Linked DNA regions of Mus musculus: region 2 is linked to region 1. A link is a contact called in public HiChIP or PLAC-seq data. All regions are on one chromosome and are shown on one strand. The core of a region is the stretch at or near the end of the contact, and the rest is flanking DNA. Distances in the headings are between cores, read along the strand shown.

Region 1 (3,451 bases), core at 242-2,741:
ATTGTTTCTGTTCTACCTATAAAAGGCACAGATGTCGCTCCTGCCCTCACAACATTAAACAGATAATAATAATAATAATAATAAAAAAAATCTACAGAGCACTGATTTCAGAGGACAAATGTGCCACTTCAAAAGTCGGAGAGAAGATTTGGAGTAACGGTCAGTGCTTGCGTTCTCTCTCTTTCTTCTCTGTGTGAGTGTCTCCAGGTTGGCACACATGTGTGCAAGTCAGTGTCTCCAATTTGGTACACATGTGTGTGCATGGGTGTGCAAGCTAAAGATTAGTCTCAGCTGTCATTTCTCAGGACAATGTCCAGTTTGGTTTTCTGAGAGTGTCTCTCACTAGTCTGAACCACACCCATTTGGCTGGTAGCTTGCTGGCCAGTAAGACCCAAAGTTCTGCCTGTCTCTACCTCCAGTGTTTACTTGGCTAGTATGTTATGTGTGTGTGTGTGTATGTGTGTGTGTGCATGCACGTATGTATGCCTGTGTGTGTGTGTATGTATGAATATATGTGTGTGCCTGCACACAAGCTCAATTGACACTTCGTATTTTCCCCAGTCACTCGGTATTTATTGAGGTAGAATTCTTGAGCTCAAGAATTCTGGCTAGTGTGGCTAGCCACTTTGCCAGAGGAATTGTCTCTGCCTCCTGAGAACTGGGATTACAGGTAGCTATTACTACAATTTCTACAGGGGTCCTGGAGATCTGAACTGTAGTCTTCACATCTGGGCAGCAAATACTTTGTCTACTGAGTCATCTCCGCAGCCCGTGCCTGGCGTTTGCGGTGTATTCTGGGAATTGAGCTTAGGTTTCCAGCTTAGCAGCAAGAACCTTTGTCTTTTTTGCTTTCTTTTCCCCTGATGCTGCTTGGGTCTTGGAGGTGGTGATATAGGTGTTTCAGTCAGAGCTGAGATCATTTAGTCTCAGTCAGTTTGACTAGTTATGGATCTCTGCATTAACCAACATCACATACTCTAAAACAAATTTATAACTTTTTCTTCCTTTTGAGATAGGGCCTTGAACTCACAGAGATTCTTCTGCCTTTTTTTTTTTTTTTTTTTTTCTCGAGACAGGGTTTCTCTGTATAGCCCTGGCTGCCCTCGAACTCACAAATCCGTTTGCCTCTGCCTCCCGAGTGCTGGGATTAAAGGTGTGTGCCACCACGCCCAGCATGAGCTTCTTCTGCTTTTTGTGTCTTGAGTTTGTGTACGTTTATTTAACTTGAGAGGAATAAATAATAAAAATAGGGAGAAAAAGGTTGAAATAACTATCTGCCGGGGCGGTTGGACTGCGCCTTGAAGCTCACCTGCTTGAACTGGGTCTTCTAGGATCTTAAATTCAGGAGGCGAGCTGGCTCAACCAGGAGAGGGGAGGGGCCGAGAGAAGGGGCGGGTCTTATGCCGGTTTCATGGCCGCTGCGGGACTCTCTGGCAAACCCCCGCCGCACTCGATAGCCGGAAGTCGTCCTGCCTTCGCCTCTAGGAAGCGGAAGTGCAGGGGCAGCTGGCAACTGGGTTATTGCTTTGAGAAACCGGCTTGTGAGGAGCGGCGGGAAAGGCGCGTGTCGGCTTCTCACTGGCGCAGCCTCCCCGGCGATCGCCGCTGCTCCGCCCTGCCCAGGCGTCGTTGCAGACACCGGAGTGGACGAAGCGCGGCCCGGGCATGTGCAGCCGGGGGGATGCGAACACTGCGGATGCCGCGGCTGCGCGGCGGGTGACAGGTACCTTGGGTGGCGTGGGGAGGCCTCGGGAACAGGAGAGGGGCCAGCGCGGGAGGCGACCGTGAGTCCGAGTCACCTTGGGCTTCCTCTTGTACTCTGACTCGGTTTTCCCTCCAGTGTTCTCTCCACGAGCGCCTCAAGTCGTCCCCAGCGGTCTTCTGGGGACAGAGTGGCGGCGGGCTCACTCCAGCAGTCCTGACCCTGTTTGAAGTGTAGGAGGAGGAAGCGCCCCCAGGACTTTAGACCAAGTCTGACCCTAAGTAGGTTGAGAATCAGCATTTTGCATGATTCTGGAGAAACGAGTTGGCGTTTTTATAGGTTTCTGAGTTCAGGTGATGCATCTGTGGGTGATAAGATCTCTTGGCGTGAAATTGGACGGTTCACTTCACTTTTAGCTTGTGATCTGTGCATCTCCAAAACATTGTGATCGTGAGCTCTTCTTGCTGCTGGGCTGAAAGCTCTCTTGTTCTGCATTTGTTGCCAGGTTTGAAATGGAGAGAGTGTTTTGTTTGTTCTGAGACCTATGATCTTGCCCTTGCAGTGCCTTGGAAACATCTGTGCCCGTGCAAGCTTATTGTAGTATAAAGTTCTTTATTTCCTAGTAATACCTTGTACACTGCCAAACGCATGAAGACATAGTCATGTCTGTTTGCTTGTCCTACCCCTTTGGAGGTAGGGTCTCAGGATCATAGGCTACCCTTGGAATCCCGGCCACCACCAGATCTGCTTGGAGACATTTTACAAAGCTAGTTAACACTACAAAACTGGAGCAGATTGTAGCCTTTCCACTTGACTTGTTTTTGGTAAACTTAGCTGAAACTTTTCTTTCTTAAATAAAAAATTTTATTTTGTTTACTTAGATTTTGTTGTGTGTATACAGGACAACTTAGTGGAGTTAGCTTTCTCCATCCACCTCTGTGTGGCTTTCTTTTTAGGGCTCAATCTCAGGTCACCAGGCTTGCATGGCAAGAGCCTTTACCCACAGAGCCATCTTGCTAAAACTTTCTTTTTTGCTTTCTTGAGGGAGGAAGAGAAAGGGAGAGAGGATCTAGATATAGAGACACAAATTAAATGTCTGTCTCTCTGTCTGACTGTTTGTCTATATCAAGAGGTGGGAGAGAGAATATGAATTTGTTATGTAGAGACCAGAAGACAACTTTAAAGGATGGCTCTCTCCTTCCACCATGGGGGTCTGGGGATTGAATTCAAGTTTTCAGGCTTTGTAGCTATTGCCTTTATCCATTGAGCCATCTCCCCGGACCCAAAATTTTATTAAAAGAGGTAAAACAATACTTTGTAAAGTAGCAGGGTATCTTAGTGTGCATTTAACTATTGGGGAATAGATGGAGCTAAGGAGAAACCTTAGTTAGAACGTCTCTGGTGGGAGCCAATCCTTTGCATTCATATGAATAGTAACTTGTTGGAGTGGAAATCAAATGGATGTTTCACAGAGAAGAGCTAATAGGGATGGATGTATCAAGTTTAGCTAATTTCTTCTCACTTGGATTGGGTGTTTCCTGTTATTTTTCTTTGCTATACACCACACACACACACACACACACACACGCGCGTTGAAACTCAGTCTGGTAGATTTATAGTTGCAGATTTGTTTTGTCTTTTTTTATTTTTTGCCTTTTTTCTTTTTAAGAGTTCTTTAACTTTTCTTTAAAAATAACAAGGCAGCTGGGCCTGTGATGGTGCCCTCCTGTAGCCCCCGGCACTTGGGAG
Region 2 (3,451 bases), core at 470-2,969, 420 kb after region 1:
GAGCAGCAAATGGCTTGGGGACCACACCATCTGGCTGCAACGGTGTGCTTGTTTTCTCTTTGTTCCCATCCAGCGGCGCTCCCCGCACCACCACCCCCCCCCCCCGCCTCCAATCCCCTGCCCCTGGACATCCAAACGAGAAACCCTGTGGCCACTTGCTTTTCAGGCATCTGTGGGTGCCCATGCAGCTTCGTACGCCCCCGTAAACTTTCTCTGTAAACGGTGCTGACACCTGTGTAAACTTTCCTTCGTCTGCAGATGGCTTTATCAAGATGTGTTAGACACGTGCAGACTGCCGCCTTTTCCTGGGGGCGTACAGCTAATTGCTGGGATGTGTCAGCCGCCTCAGCAGTGGCTGCAGAGCATTGAAGAGACTGCAAAAGTCAGTGTGGACAAGTGCAGGACAAGGAAGCCTTCTCTGAGGGTCAGAGTTGTCTGAGCTCAGGGTTTTCTTTCAGACTTACTGCAGGGATTGGCCTGGAGAGAGGGTCTCTTTGCAGTTTATGCCATATGGGTTTGCGCGCACTGGAATGCCCCCCCCCCCCCCCCCGGCCCCGGCCCATGCTGGAAACTGTTGCCAGGCATCATTTCATTTAAGTGGGAACTGTGGGACTGGCAGAGGCAAGAACAGCTAGCCCTAAAAGAGCCAACCCATGGGGTCCTCTGGAGCTCCTCTGGCTGACTGCTTCCTGTTTTGGAAGGCTGAGAGGAGAAACAGAGCCTCAAAGTGCCCTAATCAATACAATTCTGGTGTCATTGATTTTTTTTTTTTTTTTTTTTTTTTTTTTTGGTCAAGGAGAGGCAAAGGAAACAGCTGGTGAGCCAAATTCTTCTGGGAGAATGTGAGAACAGTTGACTGGCAAGCAGGCCCTGGAGTCTACTGCCTGAAGGGCTGTCTGCATGCTGTTCACAACCACTGGTTGGCTGGAAGACTGGTCAGCACCTGGAAGACACAGGGATATTGATAACCGCAGTGCCACATAGATAAAGTTCTACGGATGTTACCCCACCCCCCCATCCCCATATCACAAACTCCAAGAGCCTCATAAGGCCCAGAGTGATGTCCCGAAGTTAAAGGATCAGAGACTTGTGTCGTGAAGAACAGAGAGGAAGCTGGGGATGTAGCTCAGTTGGTAGAGCATTTGCCTAGCATCCTTGAAGTCCCAGAGAGAGGATAGTAGGTTCTCTTCAATTTTGGCAGTGGAAACTCCTCTCAAGGGAGACCATATCCTTTCTTGCAGAGGCTCTGAGCAAAAACCTGGGGCAGTCAGTCCTTCCCTCCACGTTATTTGATGCTCACATCAATAAGTACATTAGAAGCAGGCCCCTTCTCCCACTAGAGACAGGAGGATCAGAGGTTCAAGGCCATCCTTGACTACATAGTGAGTTTGAGGCGTTAGTGGGAAACAAGAAACTGTTTCAAAAAAAAAAAAAAAAAAAAAGAGGAGGAGAGGTAAAGGAGAAGCAGGGTTGGCTGGGTAAAGCCAGGGAACAGTGAGAATCCTTGGGAGAATGGACAGAGTATGCAGGCCGCAGAGCAGCCTCCGAGGGCTCTGCTCCCAGGTTACTCTAGTTTTGCAACAGGCTTCTCTGTTGGTCTTGGTCTAACTGCTTTGATATCCGCATATTGATGTCCTGCTGGGCCCTAGATCAGTCTTTGGCTGGGCAGTGGGATGGGTTAGAAGACAGTGTGATGAGAGTTGCAGTCTTTGATTGGACACAGAGGACAAGCCTAAGGGTGAGATCTTTTTTCAGTTGTTGTAGGGATACAGAGTAGAGTCCTTCTGGCAATCTTCCCTGCGTGTGATCCAGGTCGGCTGGCCGAGTGGCCAGAGGCTCTGGGGCTTCATAGCTTGGAGCACCCCTGTGTTGCGAGCCTGGCAGGCGGAGTGCTTAAATATTTATCACAAACAGAAATTGATATTGGAGAACTAAACTCCGAAAAAAGGAAATTGAAAGCCAAGGGAGGGTGAGACCTCTGCATCCCAATTTGTAGCGGCCAGCCTCTGAATATTTCATTAGCTCCTCCGAGCGCTGCAGGGGCCAGATGTTGCGGATGTGAGAGTTTCTGGTTATTCACACAGCAGTGCGCCTCCCCAGCAGCACGCAGCTCATCATCCTGGGGCTGTGCAGAGGTCATATGCAAAGGTGCCTTTAAAAAAAAAGTGAATAAGAACATGGTGGGCTGGGCTGGGCAGGGCTTGTGGTGGGTGGGGCGGGGCTTGTGGTGGGTGGGGCGGGGCTTGCATCGAGCTGCCTAGGGAGTAATAAGAGAGGAGAAACGTGTTGAAACTACATGACACTGGGAAAAGGAGGTGGCATATATGAGAACAGGGACTGACTCGAATGAATCGGAGTTTTCATTCTGCTACTCTTTATGTCTGTGTGTAGGGAGAGAGGTAAGTCCCGAGTGAATGTGTACTGTTTGACACCTGTTTGACATGGACATTGCCATGTCAAGGAACCCTACACCCCATGTGAGGCAAAAAAGAAACCCTTCAGGGGCTGAGTTCAAGTGTTGACAGTACGTGAGAAAGTATCCACCACTGGCTTTATCTCTCCAGGTGTTTGTGTGTGGCCCGAAAACCGCTTCCCTGCAAGGATAAGCTAAGCTGCCTCCTTGTTCAGAGGGATATAACGAGCCCAATTCTTGTTTACCTGTATGCCATCATTGGTTGCTTGTTCAACTGTGGATAGCAAGAACATGGAAATGCGGCTTCCATGGTGCCGCAGCTTCTCTGTCAGAAAACACTTGAGCCCAGCTTTTCTGTCTGTGTGCCTGTGGGTCTGCCATTTCCTCATTCCCATGCTACCCCAGTTAGGTTAATTCCTAGAGCCCTGCAGTACTCAGCATCTCAGACTTGATGAAGTACAACCACCACCACCATCATCACCATCATCACCATCTTCATCATCATCATCCATATTACTATCTTTATCATTATCTAACTCTGTCCTTGACTCATGAACTGATCTATTCCTTAACGGAACCATGTCAATATAAACTCTGGCCATTTTACAGTTGAGGTAACTGAGGGATAATAAATTGGGTCCAAGGGAGCCAAGAGCTATTATTACAAGGCAGAGCAGTCTGCAATTCCCTATAGGTCTTCCTAGCTCAAATGCAGATGATACAAATCTGTGTGCTTATTCTCTTTGCTTCTGCCATTGACAGTACACATCGCTGAGGACATCGGCTCCGTGTGCCCAGGACCTGAAATTGCTCAAGGCCAGGAAAATAGCAGGTGAATGTCTACATGGATAACAGGAGATCAAGCAAGATCTACATGGCAGGGAGATCAAGCTGGAAGAGAACGTTCTGGATTTCAGGCTGTTGGGCTCCCTCTAGCTCAAAGCTCCCTATGGATAATGCTTGTGGTCTCTCCATAGAAGGACCCTCCACCCCCACCCCCGGCCTTTCAGAGGGAGGGGAAGGGAATGGGCAAGGTGA

The links. HiChIP or PLAC-seq counts read pairs in DNA pulled down with a chosen protein or histone mark.
Region 2: a contact with region 1 is called in an H3K27ac HiChIP or PLAC-seq map of embryonic stem cells, with 4 times the contacts expected there. The contact joins the enhancer-like site here to the promoter of Uggt1 in region 1. A contact is called at or near these places in 1 of 39 promoter capture datasets (the C10 cell line), 2 of 15 datasets of contacts at CTCF or cohesin (embryonic stem cells and pro-B cells), 10 of 484 Hi-C or Micro-C datasets (B cells, the HL-1 cell line, double positive thymocytes and 4 more), 3 of 115 datasets of contacts at active chromatin or transcription factors (embryonic stem cells and stem cell-derived neural progenitor cells) and 2 of 9 other capture datasets (adipose tissue and embryonic stem cells).

What each region holds. Positions count from the first base shown.
Region 1 is chr1:36,242,342-36,245,792 of GRCm38.p6, reverse strand. It overlaps Uggt1 (UDP-glucose glycoprotein glucosyltransferase 1), which reads left to right and starts at 1,491. Exons shown (of 41, transcript NM_198899.2): 1 at 1,491-1,723. The coding sequence starts at 1,666. Gm39625 (a long non-coding RNA gene) reads right to left here and starts at 1,484. Exons shown (of 2, transcript XR_865343.3): 1 at 1,310-1,484.
Region 2 is chr1:35,821,214-35,824,664 of GRCm38.p6, reverse strand. No RefSeq gene overlaps it. Among named protein-coding and RNA genes, the nearest start is that of 1110002O04Rik, 47 kb to the left of the region's middle. Within about 2 kb of position 1,719, at least 13 of the 459 cell types and tissues checked have an H3K27ac peak or open chromatin away from gene starts, as enhancers often do. A contact at or near this core is called in embryonic stem cells, where this site is marked.